Linked DNA regions of Mus musculus: region 2 is linked to region 1. Evidence: chromatin contacts called from public Hi-C data. All regions are on one chromosome and are shown on one strand. Each heading gives the region's core, a stretch centred on a gene start, on an enhancer-like site or on the middle of the called end of the contact. The rest is flanking DNA. Distances are from core to core; before and after follow the strand shown. Region 1 overlaps Mylk (myosin, light polypeptide kinase). Region 2 holds the start of E130310I04Rik (RIKEN cDNA E130310I04 gene).

Region 1 (6,811 bases), core at 2,927-5,426:
AGGACTAAAGAGATGGGAGAAAAAAGGAGGTCCCAGGCTGAGTAGAAGGCTCGGTGGCTACGAGCTCACACACTGCTCTTGCAGAGCTTCCTAGCACCCACGCCAAGTGGCTCAACAGCGGTAACTCCGGGAATCTGATCCAGGGACTGTTCTGTCTTCTGTGAGCACTGCATTCATATGCATCATGGGAGAGTGCACGAGCATATGTGTGTGTGTAAATTGAACTCCAGAAACCTGAAGGTACAGGGATGTGCAGAGAGCAGCAGCCTCAGTATTACTAGGTGTACTGGTTGGTCTTGTGTCAACTTGACACAAGCTGGATCACAGAGAAAGGAGCTTTAAGTGAGGAAATGCCTTCATGAGATCCAGCTGTAAGGCATTTTCTCAATTAGTGATAAAGGGTGGGAGAGCCCATTGTGGATGGTGCCATCCATGGGCTGGTAGTCTTGATTTCTATAAGGAAGCAAGCTGAGCAAGGCAGAGGAAGCAAGCCAGTAAGTAACATCCCTCCATGGCCTCTGCATCAGCTCCTGCTTCCTGACCTGCTTGAGTTCCAGTCCTGACTTCCTTTGGTGATGAACTGCCATGTGGAAGTGTAAGCTGAGTAAACCCTTTCCTCCCCAACTTGTTTCTTGGTCATGATGTTTGTGCAGGAATAGAAACCCTGATTAAGACACTAGGGGTCAGGGACTGGGGGAAGAGGAGATTATGGAGGGGCTGGAAGAAGACAGAGGGGCAGGCTGCTCCAGGTCAGCTAGTGCTTCCAGAAGCCCTGCAGGTGATTGTTTTTGAGTTAGGATCTTGATATATAGCCTAAGCTAGCCTTGCACTTAATCCTCCTGCCGTGGTCTACCACGTGCTGGGATTACAGGTGCACACCACCATGCCTGACTCTAGCCTCCTCCATGTGAGTTGAATTCCTCCAAGTGTGGCCTGTTGACACCCGGGGGTGGCTGAACTTCAGCTATTCAGGCTGTGGACCAGACCTTGCAATCAACACAGGTGTGTCAACAAGATTCCCCAGGGAGGCACGGGTGCTTACATTCGACTAATCCAACCTGTAACTCTGCTGAGAGAGACTCTTCGTCATATGGAGGGGATACTTATCATGTTTATGTTGATTATACACTGAGATGATCGAATTCTGGATTAAATAAAATTCTGAGTTAAATAAAACATTTTGTTAAAATTAATCTCACCTAATGTGATGGTTTGAATGGTTGGCCACAGGGAGTGGCACTATTAGGAGTGAGGCCTTGTTGGAGGAGGTGTGTCACTTCGTAGGTGGGCTTTGAGACTCCTATGCTCAGTCTCCTCCTGATGTGGAAGAGTCCTCTCCTGGCTGCCCCCAGATCGATATGTAGAACTCTTGTCTTCTCCAGCACTATGTCTGCCTGGATGCTGCCATGCTTCCTGCTATGATGATAAAGGACTAAATCTCTGAATCTATAAGCCAGCACCAATTAAATGTTTTTTTCTTTATAGAAGTTGCCTTGATCACGGTGTCTCTTCATAGCAATGAAACCCTAATGAAGACACCTAACTTTAAAAATGTGGCTCTAGCAAACCTAAGGTCACATGTACAGCTCATGTTACGTCACTACTGGATAGTGACCCTGGAGAACAGCCTGCAGCCCCTGTACTAGGGAGGAAGCTCCCTCAGGATTTTGCTCTGCCCTAAACTTCACTAACTTAGAGGTGCTTAGAGCATGGCTGCTTCCCCGGTGTGGGGCTTGGGTACCTGTGTGGTCCTGTCCCGAGGCACCTGTTCTTACGCTTCTTGGCTCTAATTGCCAAACTAGAAGTTGGGCAAGAAAGCCTTCTTTCTCACGGACTTCCCTCTGTAAGTATTCTAAGGATGTTAGTTGCCGCTCAAGAAAACCACTGGGCACCACTTCCTGATGGCCAGGGGCTGGGCTGATCCATGCACCACTCTGTGTGTCGCCCTCTGCCTTAAAGGAAAGGAAGTCTCAGGAAGGCCATGTGCTCACACTTGTAAAAGCAACAGAGCTAAAACTCAACCAGGGCATCTGACTCCACTCACTGCACAACCCTGCCTCTAAAGGTTAAAAGTTTCCACCTCTCAGTCAAACGTTTCATCCCAGGACCTCTGTTCTGTTCAGGGATGAACACAGTGGGATGCCCAGCCCAGAGCTGCACAGGAGGCCAGTGGGCTGGCTGCTGGAGTCGCTTTGTGAATGTCGATGCTAACATGGCGCGGAGTTGACAGCATCTCCATGGTAATGGATGATGAATACATCATCTAGGCCTATGGGGCTTAAGGTGGCCCCAAACACATCAGCTCAAACAGAAGTGGGATGCACGCAGGCCCATTCACACAGAGAGAGGCTGCAGGCATGAGACCATTTTCCCGTAGTTAGAAGCACAACACATCTTAAATGCCTGAGCCAATTTATCCCAATTAAAACCCACCAAAAGAGGAGGAACGTGAACCTTATCTTGCTCTTCTATAGTTGTCCCACCTCCTTGCTTCTGACATGAAAATGTTCTCTCTGGATTGAGCCATCAGATACAACTTCCTGAACAGTAGGAACCAAGGAGAAAGTTCACAAGTTATCTCAGTTTTATGTAGACCAGGCTAGCCTTGAACTCAGAGATCTATCTGTGTCTGCCTCCTGAGTGCTGAGATGAAAGGCATGCAGCAACCACCACACCTGAGTATGTCTGGTTTATATAATTTCCCTGCATTCCCAACACACCCCAGTCTTCCTTAATATGGATCATAGAGAATAAGGGCCAAGCCAGGCTGCAAAGCTTGGAATTCACATCCGTTTTCTGCAGAAGCCAAGGTTCAGAGGTTTCGCGTCTCACACTATGTTGGCAAATGTTGGGATCAGGACTTTGGACCGTGACTCATAACTCAGCACCTCTCCACTCTCAGCTCCAAACAGGAAATCAGAAAAGGAAGCAGGGTAATTTTTGTTCAAGGGCCTCAATATTCCAAGTTTAGGCTGTGTGATCAGTTAGTACAGAGAGCGCACCACATCAGAATGACTCCTGGGAAGCTTATCCTGAGACCTCTGACCAGAAGCCACCCTGTGTCCAGAACGCTCCTGCCACAGGCACTTGAAGGTCACTAAATGACTGAGTCGCTTAGTTAAAGAATTTGAGGAAAGCATCCAAACTATGTACACTCTGCTCAGCAGAACTTGTGTGCCTGCAACTGTGTGGGGAAACAGGGAAAAGGGGTCACGGAGTGGCCACTGTCCCAAGTGCACCGAATCCCTTCTAGAACTTTCCAAGGCGGCCTTAACTGGCTATCTATATTGCTCACAGGGTCTCTTGCAAATGAGATTAGGAGTACAGTCTTCTAAAAACAAACAAACACACAAACAAAACAACAAATAAAGAAGGAGCAAGTCTGTCTACCTTGCTTATCAGCTCCCAGAAAGGCCTAGAAGGGTCTGGGAAAGCATGCTTACATCCGAGGGGTTGGCTGACCCCTTCTCTTTCCAGACATCAGACCCTGAGTCTCTGTCAGTGGCCTGAACCCATCAGAGCAGCTTCAGCCTGCCAGGAAGATGCACCAGTGACAAACCCTGGTATTATTTATAGTCAAATGTGTCTCCCAGATGCTTGAAAGTTAGTAAATTATTTTAATCACAGAAGTGGGGGGGGGGGAGACAACTGACCATGTATTAATTAATAAACTTTTTTTCTGTTAAATATTTTTTATAGTAAGCACTATTACTTCATGGCAATGCTAACGATGATTAAGTCCTTTCTAGTCATTTCCCAAACATTTGGTATTCACCTGTGCAGAGAACATTCCAGATGCTTAAGAAATAGTAATAGACAAGATGGTGACCCTATGTCTCAGAGCCTGTGCAATGGGTGAGAGGGTGGCAAGCCTTAGAGGAAAACTGTGAGAGCATTTACAGGAAGGGGAGTTGAAAGCTGAGGGGTTAAAAGGGGGTTCTTTAAGTTGGGGATCCTTGAGCAGAGGCCTGAAGCTCACATGAGTGTGAGCTAAGTGAAGGGCCAAGGCAAGAGCTCTTCTTTGGGCAAGTGACAGGGTGAAATCCCGAGGTCTTGTCAAATGTGGCAAGGCTTGGCCACAGTGGGGTGACAGGTGAGGAGGGTGGGGGATGGGCCATGCATCCCTATGTAAGGTCTGTTTGTACTCTTGGTGTGATGTGAGTCATGCCAAAGCTGGAATATGAGTCAGGACGGTCCAAAGCCTCAAACAGGGTGCGGCTTCTCTTCTAAGTCCCTCCATCTTTGAGAGAGGGCTGAAGTGCAGCAGGAGACTCTGGAGCTGGCAGCTCAGCTCCTGCAGCAGTGCCCCATGGGACTCACCTTCCACAGTCAGCTCCACGGTCACCTGGCGGGCGCCACTGCCATTGCTAGCTTCACAGGTGTATTTGCCCTTGTCCTCCTCGCGGACAGTGTGGATGACAAGACTAAAAGTCCCCCGCACTCCACAGTCCAGCAGGAAGCGGCCACCATTGGTGATGGCTTGCCCTTTTCTGTGCCATGTCACCTGGGGCTCTGGGTAGCCCCGGACCTACAAGGAAAAGAAACCGTAAGGACTTCTGTTTCATACGCACTCACTACGATGTGTAGTAGAGTTCAGAGTTCACACTTTCTGTGCATTACACACTGGGTCACAAAAAAAAGGAAAAAAGGAAAAAAAAAGACCTCAGTAATTTGAGCCCTGTGACACACACTTGTGACTGCAGACCTTGGGAGGTGGACAGGAAGATCGGGGGCTCAAGGTGACCGATCTTCAGCTACACGGAAAATTCAACCTTGGGCCAAGTGAGGCTCTGTACGAATCCCTCTTCACCAAAAACAAAAACAAGCACCAAAACCCTCAATATTAAACTATATTGACTACATGCTGGGAAAGTAATACTTTCTTATATTTTGACAATAAGTCATGAAGATGCATTAAGATGAATTCCAACCTGTTTCTCTCTGCAGCTTTCCTGTGGCTTCTGGAAAGGATGCCCCCTTACAAATGCCTCCTGTGGCACTTTGAGCTCTGCACCAGCTCTCTGCCTCTAGCAATACTTAAGGGTGTCTGTGAGTGCTCCCAGATGTTCACTACTTTTCCAAGTCCTTGACACATCCAAGCTTCAGAGAATCTTATTCAGAGAGTAAAGCTATCGAGAGAGAGAGAGAGAGAGAGAGAGAGAGAGAGAGAGAGAGAGAGAGGCAGAGAAAACCCCAATCTAAGAATTCCCATTGAGTAGCCAGGTGTGGTGGTGTACACCTTTAATCCCAGCACTTGGGAAGCAGAGGCAGGTGGATTTCTGAGTTCGAGGCCAGCCTGGTCTACAGAGTGAGTTCCAGGACAGCCAGGACTACACAGAGAAACCCTGTCTCGAAAAACCAAAAAATAAAAAAATAAAAAAAAAGAATTCCCATTGAGGGGTTAGAAAGATGACTCAGCAGTTAGAAACATGAATTGTTCTTGTAGAGAACACAAATTTGGTTCCCAGCCATGTCAGGAAGGCCATTACCTCCTGTAATGCTACCTTTGGGGATCCAAGGCCTTGTTCTTGACTCTTTAAGCACCTCTGTTCACATATGAATCTCATACACACACACACACACACACACACACACACACACACACACACACACACAACACGAGAGAGAGAGAGAGAGAGAGAGAGAGAGAGAGAGAATATAAAATTTATAAAAATTCTGCTTGAGTTCCAGATATGAAAATTCTGTAAGTGCCCTTGAACACCTGGGACTCAATGGCCCCTCAAGGTGGACCTGTCCTCAGAGGAGCAGGGCTTAACCCATTTCACTGAGGCCGCAGAATAGGTAAATTTGTGCATTGGGAAACACACAAGCACAGTATGGGAGCCTCCTTAGGAGGAACCTGCTTTTGTTAGAAAAGATTGCAGGCACAGCTTTTATCCAGGCAGCCAGTCCAAGGCAAGAAAGGATGGCTTCTGGAGAAATGAAACTAAAATCTGCAGCCTAGCCCTCCCCGTCCCAACACACATATACTCTATAGCTCTCCCTCTTCCTCACAAGGTCAGGTAGCGATGATATACGGCTATCAGGGGTTTTGTGTGTTTGAACTGCTGGGACCCACATGCTCTTCCTTCCCTAGCACACTAAAGAAGGGGCGCAGTGTTTTTAGCAGCAGGAGTTGTCCTTTACTTTCTGTGATGTTGGGGACCCACCCCAACCTCATCACGGCCTGCACGTGGTCAAGTCTCCTCAGCTCTTCCGGTCCCAGCATCTTCAGACCCAAGTCTGAGTATCTAAGATGTAGATTTTTGTTCCTAAGGAAGGAAGCTTTGAGTCGCAGTTAAAAAGCCCAAAGCCAACAACAATCCTTTGATTAATTCATACAATCATCCCTTCAGCAGCAGTTTATAAATCTTACATGACCGGCCTCTCCAGCCCTGCTAATGTAGAGTCAGGATTGAATGGAGAAGAAAAAGCCCCAAACACCAAGTCAGTGTTACTCATCTTATTTGTAATTCCCATAAACAAACAAAAAAGCTCCTTCCTGTAAAAATCTAAATCAGACTCATGACAGAGACAAATTACCCACAAAGAAATGCTTCAGTTGTCTCCTCCAAAACTTGTCAGCAATGCCTGAAGCCGCTATGGTCCTACCACAGCAACTATTTCCTACCTTAGGTTGACAGAGTGAAGGTGAGTATATCCACCTGGGTATACGAACCTTCACTATTGTTACAGAAAACTGAGTGTGACCATGCACGTCTCTGGGCCAGTACTGATATGGGACTCTCTCTCGTTCCTTTTTAGTAAACCGTTCACGTGTGATATTTCTAGAAATGTCACACACTTAGTC
Region 2 (6,811 bases), core at 1,100-3,599, 98 kb before region 1:
GAAAATGTTCTCTTAGAAATTCTGTTTGTTCTGAAGGATATATTGGTCTTTTTAAGAAACATTTCTGGTGTTGGCAAAGATGTTTATTATTCTAAATCCTCTTAGCGGCAAGTGGCTCAAGTCCTCTGGAAATCAGCTAAGGAAGTGAAGGAGCCTGCTTGGGGGGTGAGGGTGGGGGTAGGGGAGGAGAAGTCCTTACTGTCCCTGCCCCAGACCTTCTGGCAGACTTAGTCATGGAGCTTTATACAAGTAAAGACCCTGGCCATTGGCCGACTGCCTTCTCTCTGGTTTGCTCTGGAAAAAAACAACTTGGAGAGATCAACGTTGCTGAAGAGTTGCTGTGTGCACCTACCCTTGGTACAGGCACCACTAATTTACACGTGGTGGGGCTTCCCTCAGCCAGTACAGGAGAAGGTGCAGACCATGGGGGAGGAGGCTCGCATGACAAGCAGAATGTGAAGGGATTTGAACACGAACATTCAGAGAGTCTTGCATGTTTGTCTTAGTGTTCCACTCTCATCACTATTTTAGGAGACTAAAGGGTCAGGCCCGCATGTGACCAGCAGAAGGACAAACCTCCCTGGAACATGGTGCTGGGCCTGTGTGCTTTATAACCCTGACGCTCTTGGACCACAAAGGTTCAGGAGTGCTAGGAGTGTAGGATCCCTCCTCCGTGCTTATCCTCAGAGCTGTGTCTGATGCTCTTTATCCTTTCCAAGTACAGAGCCCACATGAGTTGAACTAACTACCGGGTGGGACCAGGGTTCTCCCATGAGCCTCTCTGCTAAAGACAGACACATCTGGCCTGGACAGTGCCTGACAAACAAGAGACTGGCTCGCTGGCTACGGCTGGACCCATGCTTCCTCGGAATTCTCCCAGGGCTCCCTGGAGACATGGCTGGCAGAATGGGAAATCCTTCCAGCTGCAAGAGTTTGTGCTCAGTAGAGGGTGGCTACTGCTGGGAAACCAGAGAACCTTGTCTGTGATGCTTCCCAACAGCCCGGCTTCCCTTTGCCCTCTTTGTGTTTGCCCACACCATGTCTGTCTGGGCTGGGCCTGCAGAGATGGCCAAGCACTGATCCTGAATCCAACAGCTACTGGCCTAAACTACGGCACACGCTTGGAAAGAGGCTCTAAGAGGCTGAGGCTGAGGCTGAATTCACGGTGCTGGTTAGTTTTAACTGTCAGTCTGATACAACCGTGAATCAACTGGGAAGAAAGCCTTAACAAGGAATTACACAGATCAGGTTGGCCTGTGGGTGTATCTATGGGGAATGTCTTGACTGTTATCTGAGGCAGGAAGACTCAGGCCATTGTGGCTGTAGATTCCCTAGGCAGGGCAAACCGGATAGTATGAGGGGAGTAAGCTAACTGAGAGCAAGAGAGCACACCGCGATGCATTTGGTCTCTCGGCTCTTGGCCATGAATGTGAAATGACTAGCGACCTGAGTTCTAGCCTAGCCTAGCCCTGAGATGGTGGACTGTAAGCCAGAATTGTGAGCCAATCCACTCTTTTCTCCCTATGTTGCTTTTAGTCAGGGTGCATTATCAGAGCAAGCCGGAACACTCACTAGTCATGGACAAAGCCACAGGAGAGTCCCACAACCCTGTGCATCCAGACAGGGTTCCGTCCTTTCTATGCTGTCAGGCAGAATGAGACCAAGCTAGTGTCATGCTTACACTGGTAAGCCGGGAATCTCTAAGGCGTATCTCCAGCCCTTCCAAATCACATCAGCTTTAAACTCAGAATGTAGTTGGTGTAGGTTGGGTTCTTGATACTTTGTTTTTCTCCCTTAGAGTTAGGAGGAGGCCTGTTATTCTTGTGTTGGGTGAGTGACATTAAAGAATCCATCTGGATCCCCTGCTCCTCCCTCATCCTCTCCCAGGTCACACAGAACAGCCCAGAAGGCGCAGGCGCAGGCCCAGGCCAGGCTGCAAACCTCATTCTTATGCTGCTTCTTAAAATACAATAATTAGCCTCGGAAATAGCTAAGTATCCCTCACTTAAACCAACTTGGGGGGGGGGAAGGGCTAGCTTTTGTTGATTTGAAAATGAGACTCTTGAGTGATCTGAAAAGAAGGCAGCTCTTCAGAGAATATGCCACAAGAGACTTCTGCAGCTAAGGAGCACAAGTCACTTTTAAGTGGCCTTATTTAGTCGGCCCATCAAGTGGATGCGTTTCAAGTGCTTGAAAACTGTCCAGAATAGGTGGAACAATATCTACTTTATCTCATTTGTGTTTATATCTACTTAATAAACCCCAATCAGATAATATGCAGATGTCCCTGGAGACACACAGGTAAATCAGGTTAATCCTGGTTTACTTTGGCCTAAGTCTAAATTCATGGGCTTTGAATGGATGTAGCTGTGCTGTGGCCATCAATACGAGTCCTCATTTTATTGAGCGATTCTATTCTTAGCTCTGGGGTGGGGGAGGCAGACAGAGAGCCTGCTCCCCATTCCATTCCCCTCCTAGGACGGCATTTAACATGTTGCTCCTGCCAGCTGGCAGGCAGCCACACCGATGGCCCTGTCAGCACCGGCAGTGGAGAATGAGAAACTCAACCATAAAAGGTCAGAACTGCAGCTCCCGCAGTGGGGCTGGGGGAAGGGGAGTGTGGCACGGCCCGGGGTGGCCCCGATTGGGGTAGGGGGCACTGGTTTCAGAAAGGCAGTTTAAAGTTGTTGACCCCACACAGGGGCAGATAGATGGGAAGGCTGAGGAAGAGGTTTCTCTGTCTTAGAGAGATTCTTCACTCTTTAGCCATCCACAGGCCATGGGCACATCTGGAGGGCAGGCTTTTGAGAGTCTGAAATGAGTTCTTCCCTTAGTTTCCCTTCTGCATGGCTGGAGACATACCTATCCACTTTGGGCCTAAGGTGAGGATAGGAGATAAAGATGGAGAAGGAAGACTGGGACCAAAGTTAGGGACCACAGAGTGACAGCACTAAGAGAGCCTCTGAGTCCTCTCCAACTGCCAACTTCATGCTTGGGACATTCCTCAGATCCCCGCTGTGGCTCATGAATCCTTTCTAACACTCTTTTGTTCTGTAGGTGTGAGCCCTGCTGTGAAGTTGGGGACTAGTCTTCACACTGAACCCAAAGGAGCCCCTTTGTCTAATTGAAACCCTGTAAGCTTGAAAGCCAAGATTGACTGGAAAACCTACTCAAATCTAATGTGTATGCAATTAAATACCAGGCCAAAGTCTTTCAGGAGCCCCATATATGGAGGCCCACACAGGCATACAACACAGTCTACTGTCCCCCTAGCTGCACCTTCTTGTGTCCCTCTACTGTACTATATGCATCTGCCACAAGGGGAACCATGACCGAGGGAAAACAGTGAGCATCACCCATGGGAGGAAGCCACATAGAAAGCGATTTAGATGTGTCAGAAGACAGATCGGAACGTAAAAACAGTTACTAGGAAAGAAGGCAACACCAAATCTTGAGACTCGGTCTAAATAGGGGTTCAGCTTACTGGGAACTCAGAGATATAGAAAGGGGAAGAACTTAGGGTTAGCAATCACAGTGACCTTAGAGAAACAGTCTCTCTAGACCAAGCAACATGGGATTAAGGGGCAGGTAGCTGCAGAGGGCCAGAGGCCAAGGGGTGAGGCTGCTCTGCCACCGGGTTAGCCCAGGGGCTGGGGCACAGAAAGCAGAGCACTGCAGGAAGGCCAATCGATGCAGGGGGTGGGGGTGGGGTAATGCCTGTGCTGTTGGAACAAGCGGGGGATGAAAAGCTGAGTGAGCTGAGGATGGTGGAGTCCTGAGAACCTGGGAACTGGACCAAAGAAAAGAACCCTCCTCAAGGTACAGGAGCCATTGATGGCATGGTGTACAGGTACCTGGAGGTCTGGAGGCCACCAAGTTCAGAGGAGTCTAATGCCTCGTAGTTCTCAGTGAAGCTAGAGGCCTAAGGGCTTTGTGTGTGTCCTGGGAGTGGGGAGGGGGCAGGGGGATGGCAACGGGGAACGTGTCTCCAGAGAAGGATAAAAGTTCTGAAGGTCACTGATACCTCCGTCTAGGGGCACCAGAGCATAGCCTGGAGTGTGTACATGATGCAGTCTCCGTGCTCCGACCCCTGAAAGTAAGAGGAAGTGGCCTTGATCCCAGGTGGGGATTTGCAGGCTTGAATCAGATGTCCCCCCACAAGTTCTTGCTTCCTAGTTGGTGGTTGTTTGAGGAGAATTAGGAGGTGTGGACTAGCTAGAGGAAGTATGTCCCTGGAGGGAGACTTTAAGGTTTCAAAAGATGTGAGCTGTCTCAAGTTGGTCCTGTCTGCTGTTTGTCTGTAGGTTGAGATGAGAGCTCTTGGTGCTGCTCCAGTGCGGTGGTGCCTGCCTGCCGCCATGCTCCCCACCGTGATGGTGATGGACCCTTATCCCTCTAGGAACATAAGCCCCAAATCAACCCAGCCTTCTCTAAGCTGTCTTGATCTGGTGCTTCAGCACAGCAAAAGAAAACTAAGACACAAAGGGAGTCAGACAGTGGGGGGCATGAGCCAGAGGAAGTGAACAATCCACCGAAAAGACCTGCGGCAGGAGGGCTTGGGATCTCTAATGGCCAGGAACGCCCGAGAAACAAGGAGGGGACTCAGGGAATGGAAGATGCTAGGGGGTGGGTGGTGAAGCAGAGGCAGGTATGGAGTCCTGCATCAGTTTGCAAGGTATTGTGTGAGAGTAAGGAGAGGAGAAGACAGGGGGAACGAGGAAGCAAGAGGAAGGTGCTGACATCCCGGGGTTTGTTCACTTTGTCCCCCACTCCTCGCCCTTCTTGCTTAGCGTTTCCTGGACTCACCCACGACCGTGAGGTTGACTTGGGCCTGCCTGCTGCCCAGCTTGTTCTCCACCACCAGTGTGTAGCAGCCACAGTGCTCCTGCCGCGCGGCCAGGATGGTGAGCTTGCTGCCGCTCTCGCCATTCTCCACCTTGATATGCTCGCTCTCCTGGATCTGCGGGTACAGGTGAGAGTGAGAAATGGGGCTCCTCACCGTCTATTCTCAAGGACAAACGGGACAGTGGGGAGGGAGCAGGGGTTACTCCATCTTGTCTGGTGTAGTGGTGCCTACTTGTAATGCCACTGCTGGGGGCGTGGAGACAGGAGGATGCCTGGGAATTGTTGGCTAGCTTAACTGGTAAGTCTAGTATAACTGGTATACTTCAGGCCAATAAGACACCTTGTCTCAAGGGAGGAAGAGGACAGGGTGGCACCTGAGGCTGTCCTCTAGCACACACACACACACACACACACACACACACACACACACACACAGAAATAGGATGGCAATTTATGCTAAAGCATTGATAAGCCCTAAAAACAACCTATCAGACCAAACCAAACTAAACAAACAAAAAACAAAAACAAACAAACAAAAATCCCCAAAACTAAGAAAACAAAAACAAGATAACAACATCAAAACCAAACCAAAACCAAAACCATGTCCAGAGACAAAGGTGGATATGCCAGAGTGCATGATCCCATCGATCTGAACTGTCCAGAACAGGCAAGCCCATAATAATAACATGTAGGGAGAAGTGGCAGAGACTGAGGAAGGGGAAGAATCACACTGGCTTCTAGGGTGAAGGATTAGGAAATCTGATGCTTACACAGTCTTGTGTATTGACTGATGCCATTGAATTGTATAAGGTGATTTTTAACTAGTTAAAAATGTAGTCAGACATAGTAGCACACAGGCTTGTATCTCAGCTGCTCAGGAGTCAGATGGATCACAGCTAGCCTGGACAAATTAGTAAGTTCGAGGACAGCCTGGACAACTTAGTAAGACCTATCTCAAAAAGTAAAAAAGAAGCCTGGAGCTGTAGCTTAATGGTAGAGCACTTGCCTAGCATACATAGGCCTAAATCCAAAATCCAAACCTTAGTACTGAAAAAAAAAAAAAAAAAAACAAACCAAAACTGTAGTTCCTCATGGTGGTTTGAATGAGAGTGGTCCCCACAGGCTCGTGTGTTTGGATGGTTGGTCCCTAGCTATTGGAGTGTTTAGGACATGTGGTCTTGTTGGTGGAGGTGTGTCACTGGGAGTGGGGCTTTGAGGTTTCAAAAGCCCTTGCCAGCCCCAGTCTCACTCTCTGTCTGCCTGCTTTCTGCAGATCAGGATGTAAAGCCTCAGCTACTGCTGCAGTGCCATGCCTGCCTGCCTGCCTGCCACCATGTTCCACAGCACAATGGTCACAGACTTGCTCTCTGAAATTCTAAGCAAGACCCAGTTGAATGCTTCCTTTTATAAGTTGCCTTGGTCACAGTGCTTCTTCACAGCAACGGAACAGTGACGAAGACATCCCTCAACTGTGTTAACCACATTCCATGCGCTCAACAGACAGGGCCAGTGGCTACCACACTGGAGAGCACAGATGCAGAAAGGTTTCATAACTGCAGTACGTTTTGTACTGAACTCGATTAACTGGCTCTGAAAGGGACACAGTTCTGCCTTACCCATCAGTCTAGACAGGCAGGGCCCCATGTTCTTCTCCATCTCCCTCAGAGCTAGTTCTCCTTCCCTCCTAGGTTCTCGTGGCTCATCTCATGACAATTTGCATGGTGTGAGAATGCTGACAGAGCTTACAAAGAATCCTCATACCTTCTGCAAAGTGGTTTTTGATCTTCCTAATGCTGTAGCCCTTTAATATAGTTTCTCCCATTTGGTGACCCCCCCCACCATAAAATTATTTTGTTGCTATTTCATAACTGTAATTTTGTTACTATTATCAATTGTACTATAAATATCTATGTTTTCTGATGGTCTTAGGTGACTTTAGTGAGAAGGTCATTCAACTCCAAAGGGG

What was found. Hi-C and Micro-C count contacts between places; a contact is called where the count stands out from the background.
Region 2: a Hi-C map of embryonic fibroblasts shows a contact between it and region 1, with 2.1 times the contacts expected there. The contact joins the promoter of E130310I04Rik here to the enhancer-like site in region 1. A contact is called at or near these places in 1 of 39 promoter capture datasets (the 3T3-L1 cell line), 3 of 484 Hi-C or Micro-C datasets (3T3-L1-derived adipocytes, cranial neural crest and embryonic fibroblasts) and 1 of 9 other capture datasets (embryonic stem cells).

The regions. Positions count from the first base shown.
Region 1 is chr16:34,858,281-34,865,091 of GRCm38.p6, reverse strand. Mylk (myosin, light polypeptide kinase) reads right to left here. Exons shown (of 32, transcript NM_139300.3): 3 at 4,321-4,528. Among named protein-coding and RNA genes, the nearest start is that of Mylk, 77 kb to the right of the region's middle. Within about 2 kb of position 4,176, at least 34 of the 459 cell types and tissues checked have an H3K27ac peak or open chromatin away from gene starts, as enhancers often do. A contact at or near this core is called in embryonic fibroblasts, where this site is marked.
Region 2 is chr16:34,954,532-34,961,342 of GRCm38.p6, reverse strand. E130310I04Rik (RIKEN cDNA E130310I04 gene) reads left to right here and starts at 2,349. Exons shown (of 4, transcript NR_045723.1): 1 at 2,349-2,576; 2 at 4,791-4,972. It overlaps Mylk (myosin, light polypeptide kinase), which reads right to left. Exons shown (of 32, transcript NM_139300.3): 21 at 4,807-4,960.